Regions from separate parts of the Mus musculus genome. Here region 1 is linked to region 2. The links are chromatin contacts, called in public Hi-C maps. All regions are on one chromosome and are shown on one strand. Each heading gives the region's core, a stretch centred on a gene start, on an enhancer-like site or on the middle of the called end of the contact. The rest is flanking DNA. Distances are from core to core; before and after follow the strand shown. Region 1 has its middle 4.9 kb from the start of Gm14066. Region 2 has its middle 170 kb from the start of Gm14062.

What was found. A called contact is a pair of places that touch in the nucleus more often than the background predicts.
Region 1: a Hi-C map of cerebellum shows a contact between it and region 2, with 2.1 times the contacts expected there. The contact joins two enhancer-like sites. A contact is called at or near these places in 2 of 484 Hi-C or Micro-C datasets (cerebellar granule neurons and cerebellum).

The regions. Positions count from the first base shown.
Region 1 is chr2:139,308,271-139,315,418 of GRCm38.p6, forward strand. No RefSeq gene overlaps it. Among named protein-coding and RNA genes, the nearest start is that of Gm14066, 4.9 kb to the left of the region's middle. Within about 2 kb of position 3,216, at least 10 of the 459 cell types and tissues checked have an H3K27ac peak or open chromatin away from gene starts, as enhancers often do. A contact at or near this core is called in cerebellum, where this site is marked.
Region 2 is chr2:138,046,242-138,052,905 of GRCm38.p6, forward strand. No RefSeq gene overlaps it. Among named protein-coding and RNA genes, the nearest start is that of Gm14062, 170 kb to the left of the region's middle. Within about 2 kb of position 1,705, at least 29 of the 459 cell types and tissues checked have an H3K27ac peak or open chromatin away from gene starts, as enhancers often do. A contact at or near this core is called in cerebellum, where this site is marked.

The DNA of each region.
Region 1 (7,148 bases), core at 1,966-4,465, 1.3 Mb after region 2:
AAGACTTTTTAGAATGCAATGGAAATAGATGCACAGCATACTCCAACTTACAGGATACAATGAGAGAGGTCCTTTGTGGCAAACACAAAACATTAAGTGCCTACATGCACAAACTGGAGAAATATAATACCAGCAACTTAACAGGACTCTTAAAACCTCTAGAACAAGAACTAATCACAACCAAGAGGAGTATACAGCAAGTAATAACCAAACTTAGAGATAAAATCAATAAAATAGAAATGAAGAGAACAACATGAAGTATCAGTAAAAGAGCAGTTCTTTGAGAAAAATCAACAAGATAAACAAATCCTTATCCAAAAAATTAAAAAGATGAAGATAGAATCTCCAATTTAACAAAATTAGAAACTAAACAGAGATAAAACAGAAGACATCAAGGAAATTCAGAGGATCATAAAGACATACTTGATAAATCTACACTTCACCAAATAGAAAAACCGAAAAGAAAAAGATGTTTTTGAGAGGTACCACTTACCAATGTTAATTTTAATACAATATCAGATAACAATTTAAATAGACCTATAACTTCTAGTGAAATTGAAGCTGTCATTAAACATCTTCCAACCCAAAAAGCCCAGAGCCAAAAAGCCTCAGCACATTGAAGCTTGAACTCTGCTAGACTTTCAAAGAAGAGCTAACCCCAATGCTTCTCAAATTATTCCACAAAAGAGGAACAGAACGAACATTGTCTACTACCTTCTATGAGGCCGCCGTTACCTTGATACCTAAACCACACAAAGATTCAACAAAGAAAGAGTACTGACAATTTTCCCTAGTAAACATAGTTATAAGTGTTCTTAATAAAATTCTTGCAAACCAAATCCAGGAATACATCAAAAATTTATCAGCCATGATCAAGTAGGCTCATCCCAGAGATGTAAGGATGGTTCGATATCCGAAAATCAATATATGTAATCTGTCATATAAATAAACTGGAAGAAAAAACACATAATCATCTAGTGAGATGCAAAAACAAAGGCCTTTGGCAAAATCCAACACCCCTTCAAGATAAAGCTTCTGCAAAGCTTATGGAGATTAGAGATACAAGGGGCATTCCTAAACATAATACAGGCAGTTTACAGCAAGGCAATAGCCAACATTAACATAAATGGACCAAAAATTTGATCGAGGGGATACAAATTGGAAAGGAAGAAGTTCATGTATCACTATTTGCAGATGTTATGATAGTATACATAAGTATCCCCAAACATTCTGTCAGGGAACTTCTTCAGCTGAGAAACACTTTCAGCAAAGTAGCTAAACAGAAAATTAACTCCCGAAAAATCAGTAGCCCTCCTATACATAAATGACAAATGAACTGAAAAAGAAATAAGGGAAACAACACAGCTCACAACAGCAACCAACAACGTAAATTATTTTGGGGTAACTCTAATCAAGTAAGTGAAAGACTTTTATGATGAAACTCCAAGTTTTGAAGAAAGAATCTGAAGAAGATATCAAAAGACAGAACGATCTCTAGTGCTCATAGATCAGTAGGATTAAAATATTGGTCATTCTACCAAAAGCAATCTACAGATTTAATGAAGTCCCCATCATAATTCTAACACAATTATGTACACACAACTTGCAGTGACAATTCTGAACTTCATATGGAAAAACAAAACCCAGGATAGCTAGAACAACCCTAAACAAACACACTTTTGGGCATATAACTGGCCCTGATTTCAACTTCTACTACAGATCTCCAATACTAAAAACTGCATGGTATTGACATACAAACAGGTATAGTGATCAATGAATTCAAATTAAAAACCCAGACATAAACCCAAACATGTATGGATACCTGGTTTTAGATAAAGTAGCCAAAAATACACACTAAAAAAAAATCATCTTCAACAAGTGGTGCTAGTCAAACTGGATGTCTGTATGTAGAAGAATGAAAAATGACTCATGTTTATAACCCTGCACAAAACTCAAGACCAAATGGATCAAAGGCCTCAACACAAATCCAGATATAGCAAACCTGATAAAAAGAGAGACTAGTAATAGTCTTGAATGTATTGGCACAGGAGTGACAAAGTAACAATAGTAGCACAGGACCTAAGATCAACAATTAATAAATGGAGCCTCATGAAAGTGAAATTTTTCTGTAAGACAAAGGACATGATCATTTGGAGAAAGCAGCAGCATACCAAGTGGGAAAAGAATTTACCAACACCACACCCCATAGATGACTAATATCAAAATATATTTTAAAAGACTTAAGAAACTATATGTATTCAAAAACAAGTAATTGAATTAAAATATGGAGTACACATTAAACAAAGAACAAACAAAGAACTCTCAATAATGGAATTTCAAATGACTTAGAAACACTTAAAGAAATATTCAGTATTCTTTATTTCTGGTTGAAAAGGCCTTAAGTCTAACTAGAGAACTGTTGTTACTGCCAAGGTATGTGTGGTATTATTACACCCTTAGGGTTGTTGTTGTGCTTCATAGACACCATAGCTAGGTAAGACTATTGGTTTGTTCCCTCTGGTACCATGAAAACTTGTTTTCAAGAATGAGGCTTTTAGTCAGATCCAGCTTGGGTTCTCTGTGTTCTGTATCCAAAGTACATGATGACTTCAATAATAGGGGCTTTCTTTCCATCCCTGAGGGCAACCAAAGGCAACAGCAATAGCTGTTTTAGGAGTCTTTTGTACAACACTGACCAACAACTCAAAGGAGTCTTTTCATGCCTAATGTTGTGATTTTTGTGTAATATTCTCCAGCTCCTGGAGGGAGCTTTGTCAGCCTAGACAGGATATGTTCATTTAAACAGCATACATATACTGTGCACGTATACTTATGTGAGATATGTAGCTTTAGGTTGATACATGATAATATGGTATCTTATGACTTTTTCAGACACACTGTTCTTTTACCAGAGGAGGGAGTCTTTGATGCTGAAAATGCCTTGTGTCTGATTGCATCAATGTTAACACCTTTGTTGTGCTAAAACTTTGTTAAACACCATTACTGGGGAAATTTGGGTAAAGAATACACTAAAACTCTCTCTGTGGTTTATTACAAGCAAGTATGTCTCCACATTTTTCTCCAGGTAAAATGATTTTTTTACAGTGTCAACACTGGCTTTTTGCTCACAATTTTGCATCTAGTGTTAGAAATGCACTGGCTCAGCACTACCACCAGCTGTCAGGGAAGCAGCCCCTCTGTGAGCTCACACAGCACATGAAGCAGATATTCTGCCATCTGTGCAAGGCCCTTCTCCAGGCCAGTCTTCCCTCAGACCCAGCAGGTTCTCACTAACTAATTTATTTCGATCTTTTTTTCTCACCCTCATAACATAAGCCATGGATATGTGGATATAAATGATACAAATGCTAAGTCAGCACAATTTCCTTATTCCACTCAAGTCTTTACATCACAATTATGACACTGCCAAGAAGCAAGTAACTAACTAGCACATATGCCACAACAGATGGCTCACATGTCATGGTTTCTGCCCCCAAAGTTCCTCTGCTTAGTAAACCTATCAATAAACACATTACAAATAAGCATTGTGGAAAGGGAAAAAAAAGACAGAAGACTGTGCTGTGTGATGGGATCACAGATAATGAATGAATAGCTTCCCAGAAAGTTCCACCTGAGAATAAACACTGTAGAATCCAGACCCTAGGGTGAAATATTCTTAGTTGATGGTGTTGTTATATTTTGTAGAAATTATTTTGCTTTTGCTTGATTTGTTTCTTTTGTTTCATTTTGCTTTCTGAGACCAGTAAAGAAGCCATTATACATAAACACTAGAGAATCTAAGGAAACACTCCAGGTATCATGTGTGTCAGCTACTGACACATTGATAGTAATTAACTGTCTTTACAGGGATTAGCATCTATCATCTACAAGTTTGCAGGTCTGCATCTATGCTGACCTCAGCTGGGCTTAGTGACGGCTCTACTTTGGACTGCACATCAGCTGGACAAGGCTTGACCTTGGTTTGGATGTGATCCAAATGTATCTCTTGCACTTATTTGAGGTTTTAACGGCAAATAACAGCAGAGTCGAAGACAAGCCGAATCATACATGCCTGGGTGAGAATTTGTCTGATATCACATCTAATACTCAGTTAGTAACCATAAGCCTGTGACTGAGACCAGAATCAATGGAGTAGCCCAAACTGGCCACATCAGGATGAAACAAGAATATTTGCTCACTCTTCTATTATTTCACAAACTACAAACTTCTTTATAGTGTTCTCAATAAGGAGGCCATAGTGGTATTTCATAATACTCAAATGAGAAAATCATGTGATTAAAAGAGAAAGCTTTAGCTGAGTCTACACTGTTCAACTCAACTGTGTTTTAGGACAAATTTCTGTGTTTGAGGCCAGCTTGGTCTACAGAATGAGTCCCAGGACAGCTAAAGCTACATAGAGAAACCCTGTTTTAAACAAACAAATAAACAAAAAAAAAAAATCTCAACCTTAGCAATACTAGCAATTTGGATTGATTGTTAAGGCATGGGAAGAGGACTATTCTTTCTGTCAAAAAATGCTTAGTAATATTTCTAGCCTATCCCCACTAGGTGCCAGTAACTACTTCAAGTCATGATAACAAAAACTGTCTTCATCATTGCCAACTGATCCCCAGAAGTAAAATTTACCAATGTTTTAGAACCAGAATCTTAGAGAAATACTCAACATTCAAGTAGTGTTATGAATGGTCAAAATATTAGAAAATTCTAATAATAAATAAGTTGGGTCAGTATAAACAAATGTACACTACAGCAAATTTGACTTTGCTCTTCTCTATAGACTTGACATATCACCCTTAGAGACTTATAATGATTCTATCAGGGGATTTTTACCTCCCACTATAAATATTGAAATTAACCAACATTGGTAAACAAAGAAGAGGATCTCAAATTTGAACAGAGATTTTTCTGTTTAAAATGAGCTTTTAATAGAAATGCATATAATTACCACAAGAATTTCTGATTGTTAAAATCATGTCTATTCTGCTTTATCAAGGATCCTTTTGATATAAAAATACATGGCAACCAACAAGCTGCGAGAAAATGAGCCAGTCCTTTTAAAAATAAGTTATTGAGGATCCTTGATCAATCATATCACAAACACTAAGTGATTAAAAAAATATTTTAATAGTCTTCAGTTGCTTTGCATGGTATAGCTGCAACATATGCATGCCATCAAAAGTATCTGTCTTCTTACCAGCTTACACCCAACAAAATCATCATCAAAAGCATAATTTTTTAGTAAAGATTGCAGTTAATTCATCTCACTTTGAAAATGGGTAGAAAATTCAAAGCAGAAACTATTCACCACACTTAGATACTTCTAAAGTGTGCCTATCACCTTCCCAAAACAATGCAAAGTTGTTTGTTAAGTTTGAAAGAGCCTAAAATGCTGGCCGCATCATATCTCTACCTTTACCCACGGATTACCCCTACTCATTCAGCACAGCTTAGCCCTCCCCAACACCACTTGCTTACTGATGCTTGGAAACAATAAGCAGTTTCTCTGGTTATTGGTTCTCCACCTCATAGACCACCTACTTAGCAGCCACGCTCTTTTTCAGAATTTGTCACTTTTGCTCAACTACTCCTCCCTCTGTGAAACCTTTGTAGAAAAATCTACATGAGAATTCCCCATCTATTACTGCCCACTTCTCTTGCCCTGTTCTTTTATGGGGGGGGGGGCATTAGCTGTCTTCACCAACAGAATACAATGTAGATACAGACAGGAACTACAGTTTGCTCATTACTCTTATTCCAGAATTGAGGGTATGTTGTAGGACTTCAATAAAATTCAGAAAGCAAGGGAATAATTGAAAAATAGAGGCTGACAGGATCTTTTTAAATATTTCTGGTATTCTTATGCAATTGGACTATTTTGTCATGACTACCACATGCTCTATAAATGTAATAATTTTCTTCTCTAGCAGTGACTGCATTTGCAATTGTAATCATCACACTGCCTAGCACATGCCATCTTTGCTTCTGTAAGGTTGCCTGTGTATTTGGTGAATCTTACTGAAGATTGGTAGCAAGAAGAAGTAGCTTATTACAGGATGTGGTGCATAGAGCTTCAAAATAAACAGCTCTTCATTCTATAAAAAAAATGATGAACTTCAATTTCCATTACTCAGGTATTCCTGAAACAATTGCCCTGTGGATCCTCTTTGTATATACAAAATTCCCAGGCCCAGCTTTCCTCATCTGCCCTCTTTGTTGTCCTTATAAAAATGAGGACAAGTTTCTGTCTTCATCTCACCCAGTTCATTCTTCTCCTTTATAGACTTTGGTCTTTCTAGCTTCATCCTTCTTAGTCTCTTCCTCCCTCCATTCCAAGAAACTCTTCCAGGCATCTATCTAAACATGACACTTCTCTATAAAGTCTTGACCCTTTAAGGCATGATAGTCAACTAGAAACTGTCTTTATGTAACCTCATGAGAAAGGGGAATCTTGAAAAAAGTAAGACAGGCTCTGTTTATATACAATAAAAAGCAGAAGTATACCAGTGACAGTGGGAAGGTGGGAAAGGGGCAGGTGATATGGAGAAGATAACAGAGCTATGAATTCCTCCTCTGAGAAGCAGCCATGAACAGTCATGACCTGTTGCCCTGCTGGGAAACACTGCTTGGGGCAGGATGGGGTCAAGGATTGCTGCTATGGTGGTAATGGCCCTTCTGGACATGGATGCCATAAGAAAAACAAGCCAGAAAGAGAATGACCAGGCTACTATCAAGAGATAATCTCCGGGAAGATCAGTGGAGACTGCAGCAAAAGTGCAGTATGGGAGCCTGGAGAGAAGCCTAAGCTTCTCCCTGAGCACTGCAGAGTGACTCACTTGAAGAATTTACAATTGTGATTGCCTTCACCACCAACTCAGTGAGCTACAACGGGGAATGTAAGAATTACCCCTTCTTAGAATTGGAAACAATCACCCATGGAAGGAGTTACAGAGACAAAGTTTGGAGCTGAGACAAAAGGATGGACCATCTAGAGACTGCCATATCCAGAGTTCCATCCCATAATTAGCCTCCAAACGATGACACCATTGCATACACTAGCAAGCCTTTGTTGCAAGGACCGTGATATAGCTGTCCCTTGTGAGACTAGGCTGGGGCCTAGCAAACACAGA
Region 2 (6,664 bases), core at 455-2,954:
TTTTAAAACTCCTTCACCTATTCCTTCCACACTCCATTAATTTCACTCCTACATACTTACCTCAGAGAAATAAAAGTGCATCCTCATCCAAAAAAAAAAAAAAGTGTATAGGGATATTCACTGCAGTTTTAATTCATGAGCTGCAAAGTGGAAACTACCCACATGTCTCTCAACATATGAATACATAAACAGATTGTGCTGGGGCCATATAATAGACTGTTAACCACACAGTAGAACCAGTTATTGACGTGCCCCACTGATATGGACTGCTACACAGACATCCTAGCAAACAGCATTCTGACTGAGCAAAGTCAGGGGCAAGAGAGACTACATACTCTACATACTATGGTTTCATTAATCTGACATTCTGAAAAATGTCACAGAAAGGAAACTGTCCTGACTGGTCTCAGGCTGGTGATCCTCTTACCTTGGCCCTTTAGTCCCAGAATACAGCTAAGCCCTGACACTTGATAGGTAGTGGGCTCCTTATCAATCAATGCTCACCAATGGTATGTTTTGGTAAGTTGTACTCAAAACAGCAGTATTGGTAGGAAAACTTGTTTTGTTTACATAAATGAAATCATAATATATACTTCTTTTTTTTTCTTTCTTTTTTTTTTTTTTTTGCCTGCTTTTGCTTACTCAGAATTCTTTGCTTCCTCTTCAATGAATGGCTGTCCTTAACAGGTTTCTGGTGATAGGTCTGACTTCTGTTTCCAAAACACAGACTTCAAGTACATGTTTCTTAATCACCATAGGTCAGTAGGCTGATCTTCTCCATTATCTTAAAGGCCTCCTCCAGCAGGTGGCCCAGAATTACAAATTTTAGGAAGGAGGGACATGGCCATCTAACCTCATGGATGCCACCTTGTTTAGATCCTCCAATCTGTGACCTCCCGGAATCTCTGTGAGAATAAGAACGGCACCAGTGCTTTGAAAGCTATGTTTCCTTTGCAACTGATCTGATCATTTGGGTTAGCTTTGGGGATCCTGCCTAAGGTTGAGATGGGGTGAACAGAGTCATCAGAAGTCGGTCCATTCCAAACATTTTTGGGTGGGGTTCTTCTTATGAGCCTCTGATAAACTCTGGCCAGGGAAGTCTTTGGGGTTTGTGAGCATGTGGAAGAAGAAAAGTTTATACCCTGTCGAGAAGAAAATGGAAATACATCACCCAATTTCCCTACAGGTGAGTAACCTTTCGATTCTCTCCCTGAATCTCTGGCATATTAGCTTGATTTACTTATTTTTAGGTACAAACGTTTGCTGGGAAGCAGCAGTTCCCCACCTCCCTGTCTTCCGTCACAGTGTGGAGTAAAAAACACCTTCCCAGACAGCCTCCAAGGAGGCAAACTAGGCAGAGGAGAGAAAGAACATAGAAAAACCCATGTCTTGCAAATGCCAAGAGGGAAAACAATCAAATTAGCTGGCAAGTCGATCATTCAGTGAAGCGTTGGGGGACCGACATAGGATCTTAAAAATCAACTCGCATGGGGAACCGCGCACTACCATTGCCTGGAAAGCAAATGAAGAATGCTGAGAGGTCTTTTTATCTCGGTATCCTGCAGGGGCCTCGAGTTTGTGCTGCCAGGGGACAGAATGCTTCGCGGTGGTGGCTCTGTTGATGCTCAGCTGCCAAGAGGAGGTCATGTGTGTGGCTCAGCATTGTGGCCTGCATCCAGGGCCCCCGCCAGGAGCAGCCGCCCTCAGAGGAGGAGCACCTGTTCTCCCTTTCCTGGCATGGAGAAGATGCCATCCTGCTTCTCCTCATGCCGCCTGCCCCTGAGTGTTTCCATTTTGTCTTTACGGATGGCAGGTGTCTGCTGTCTTCTGAGCACTAGCCGGGTGCAGGGGGAGGGGAAGTCCTGTCCATCCGGTTCAGCCCTTGCCTTGAAACACTCCTGCATCCCGTGTATCAGAGAGCAGCAGGTGCTGTGACATTTTGGCAAACACTCTTGTCCTGGATGATTGGATGTGTCACGCATTGAATCTGCGTCACTAGCATCTCATCAATCACTCATTGATTTGTACCTCCTCCCGATTCTAGGCTGAGCTTTGGGCTATATATTGTAAGCTGAATGTCCTTAATGCCAAGGTGGGCATAGCTGTCTTATTTAAAATAGCACGCTAGAAGTTCACATTCTGACATTCATACTAGCTAGGATTTTCGCTGTTATAATTAGCTACTCATCAGGCACAGGCCGTTTCTAGGGATTTTTCTTCCCTCTATACACCCACCATTTGCTGACAGTGGGTGGACACATTTGCTGTCTCTCAGACTGTAATGTCTCAGTCTCATCATAAGAGAGACTGTGGCTGGCAGTGTGTGACAATCGACTTGGGAAGGATACTGGTGATTATTAACTAGCTTGTCTACACAGTTAGGGACTGTTTATTAACTAGCATTGATTAAGCCTGTAGTCTGTGATCAGCCACGTGTGAGAATATTCAGGAACACAAAGGTAGGAAAGACAATGGTTGTTTCCCTGGAGTATCCTAAAACTTGGTTAAAGAGGTAGTTATGCAAATGTTTATGAAGCAAACTGTTGTCCAAACCTCTTTGGTGGTATCAAAGTTTCTCTAAAGCCTGACCACTCTGGGGATAATTGAATTTGCTTGTCCAGAACACTTCATCCTTTTTTTTTTCCATTTTTTATTAGGTATTTAGCTCATTTACATTTCCAATGCTATACCAAAGGTCCCCCATACCCACCCACCCCCCACTCCCCTACCCACTCACTCCCCCTATTTGGCCCTGGCGTTCCCCTGTACTGGGGCTTATAAAGTTTGCGTGTCCAATGGGCCTCTCTTTCCAGTGATGGCCGACTAGGCCATCTTTTGATATATATGCAGCTAGAGTCAAGAGATACTGGTTAGTTCATTATGTTGTTCATTAAGTTCATTAAGTTCATTAAGAGATACTCCGGGATACTGGTTAGTTCATTATGTTGTTCCGCCTATAGGGTTGCAGATCCCTTTAGCTCCTTGGGTACTTTCTCTAGCTCCTCCATTGGGAGCCCTGTGATCCATCCATTAGCTGACTGTGAGCATCCACTTCTGTGTTTGCTAGGCCCCGGCATAGTCTCACAAGAGACAGCTACATCTGGGTCCTTTCGATAAAATCTTGCTAGTGTATGCAATGGTGTCAGCGTTTGGATGCTGATTATGGGGTGGATCCCTGGATATGGCAGTCTCTACATGGACCATCCTTTCATCTCAGCTCCAAACTTTGTCTCTGTAACTCCTTCCCAGGGTGTTTTGTTCCCACTTCTAAGGAGGGGCATAGTGTCCACACTTCAGTCTTCATTTTTCTTGAGTTTCATTTGTTTAGGAAATTGTATCTTATATCTTGGGTATCCTAGGTTTTGGGCTAATATCCACTTATCAGTGAGTACATATTGTGTGAGTTCCTTTGTGAATGTGTTACCTCACTCAGGATGAACTCAGAACCTCTGGAAGAACAGCCAGTTCTCTTAACTGCTGAGCCATATTTCAAGTCCCATGTTTGAACATTTTAACATGCCTTTTAAATAATGTATATTTAAGGAAATAAAAATGACATTAATTCATAGACTATACAAAAATATGGTGGATTAAATGTGATCAAGACTATGGTGGTTTGAATAAAAATGGCCCCCATAGGCCTAGAGGGCATGGCACTATTAGGACATAAGGACTTGTTGAAGTAGGAGTGGCCCTGTTGGAGAAAGTATGTCACTCAGGGTCAGCTTTGAGGTGTCAGATGCTAGAGTTGAACCAGTGTTTCAATTTCTCGTTCTGGTGTCTGCTGGATATAGAACTCTCACCTCCTTCTCCAGAACCATGTCTGCCTGCATGATGCCATGCTTCTGCCATGATGATAAAGGACTAAACCTCTGAACTTAAGCCAGCCCCAACTAAATGTTTTCTTTTATAAAAGTTGCTGTGGTCATGGTGTCTCTCCACAGCAATAAAACCCTAAGACCCAGTGTTTAGTGACACCTAATCTGAATCCTATTAGTCTTTAAGACCAATATCAAATTCCAGGATCCTCATTAAAAAATTTCCACCCTCTTAGTGTATCTTATTTGTAAAATTTATTCAGGCAAACATTCTTACTAAGGCATTTATCAAGGAGAATGGTCGAAGAAGGAAGAACATAAATTTTTAAATAAGACAAAATAAGCTTTGCATCCTGACTTTTCAATTTATAGCTCAGTAACACTATGAAAACAATGTAATTTCCTGAGTCTGGATTTTGTGTACTTGGTTTAGAGACATATAAATGATTTATCCACGAATTTATTAAAGGAAGAACACAAAAACGTTTCTTTCTTTTTGGAGGTGTTTTGATATTCATTTCTTGCCTAGATTTTTCTGAAACTATTTATAAAGTATTTAAAGTTATTTACAAACTACTTAAAGTATAAGCACACTAATTACTTCCTCCATGGGGTCATGGGAAGAAGTGCAGTGCGTGAAGGATCAGTAAATTCTCTTATCCTTCCATTCTTTATTCTATATCCTCATCAGGGGCAAATCATCTTTTCCTCAAGCTAAATTATGGATTTTTCCCCTAAGGATGTAGATAGCAGCTTAGCATCACCCCTTCCCTGATCCAGTGCTGGATTAATATCTGATGTTTGGTTGGTGGTCATGCTTGCTTACTATTGATGTAAATGTGGTCCAATCTTTTCATGCTAAAACTTTTCAGCAGACTTTTCAGTATTCACTTGTCTTTGCTCACCCTACTCCCCAGTACAGTTCAGTCTCTTCATCCTATCACTCAGTCAGCCACTGTGTCTTTATACCTGAGAACCACATTGCCCAGGCCTTATTTGACTTTTAGCATTAGATCAGCATTAGATTTCAACACTCCTTTCTAACAGTTCAGTCTTTTAGATTTGTTATAGCACATATTCCTGGGCCACTTCCGCCACTGTCTTTCCTCTTCACTCTGATTTCTAGGATTGTCATTATTTAAAGAGCACCAAGAGTTCTTATTTCTGAATTCATGGTACTTGCTATTATCTTTATGCATTTCCATCCACGTTGTGGTTTCTGATAGCTTCTCTACACAGATTCACCACTAGATTCAATTTCTGGTGATGAACTCTTTCTATAAGGCCCACCATATTGCTCAAAAACAAATTGACTTAAGTGTGAAACCTATTCTAACTCTTCATCACCTTCAATGTTGTCTTTTCATAGATAATTCTTCACACCAGAAAAACTAGAAGCCTACTAGTTATTTGAGTACTAACCTCTACCTCAGCTAGATAGTTAATCTGTCACATCTCTTTGTATATTTTGTCTCTTAAATAGCTCCTGAATACCCATCTCTTCTTCTATGGACAAAGCTACTGTTGTAGATCCTTAATAGTTATTGGATACGTAGGAGTTTTGTCAGCTTCCCTGAACCCTGTATATTCTACTCCTATCTGTTTCCCCAGAGTGCTGTGCTCACAATCTAAACTCTAAATTTGACCATGCGACCTCCTCATTCATGACCTTCTTCTACACCATTTCACATTGCTTTGTGCTGATTCCCAAGGGAAAGTCTACCTCCAAGTTTCCAATTTCTAGGCTTAACCTCAAACTGATCCCCTCACCTTCAAACTTCTTGCTTCAGCATTCAGTTAACCAGTTAATAAAGTTACCCTCTCAGTTTGATTCTCCCACTAGGCTATTGGATCTTGTTGGAGAATCAATATGTCTGAGACAACTAGTCACTGCCTGGCTAATAAATGCTCAATTAATGATGCTCAGTGACAAAGCAGAAAGATGTCACTTATTCCCTTGGAATTGTTACTCATTTTCCCAGGATGTCACTCATTCTCTGGGATGAGGAGTTATCCTAAGTATTTGTCTAAGTGAATTAAAAGCTTTTACACAAAACTAAACATGTATGTTTGTTGTAGAACTATTCATAACTAGTCAAACTTGGAAGCAGCCAAAAATGTCCTATGTAAACCAATAGATAAATTTAATGTGTGCAAAGTTATTAGTTGATATTAAAAGTATATGGGGCATTAAGCCATCAAAATATTTGTAAATATGTTAATAATGCATATTTTTTAGTGGGGAAAAAGGGACCATTCTGAAAGGAATCAAGCAATATAATTCCAACCATGTGATGTTTTTCAAAGACAGAGCTATGGAAAGAAACTGTATAAAAAGATCAATGCCTCCTGGAAGACAGAAGGGAAGATGAGTGAGCAGAATGCAAAGATTAAAGCAGCAAAAACACTGCAGGATATTGTAATGGTAAACTCAAGTGCCATTGTATATTCACAAAAACCTCTTAGATGTACAAAGCAGCAGAGAACCACAGAGTACACTACGGACTTCTGGTAGTAATGATGTGTCAGTAAGTTCATCAGCTGTAGAAAAGTACCACCTTGGGACAGAAACTAAGGGGAGGGAGAGAGTGCAGGACAATTCTTAGTACTTTCTGCTGGGTCTTGTTGCCCATCTAAAGATGTTAGATTTAAATATATATATTCTATTAGAAAAAAAGAAGACATTCATTCCAGATGGGATCAGTGCCACACTAGACTTTCCAGGACATACCCGCTGAGCTCCTCTTCCACTCTCCCATTCCCCCCAGCCTTACTCCTAAGGTTATCCTCCCAAGAAATCAATTGGGCAAAATAATCTTACCTCTGGCTCTGCTTATAAGGCATCA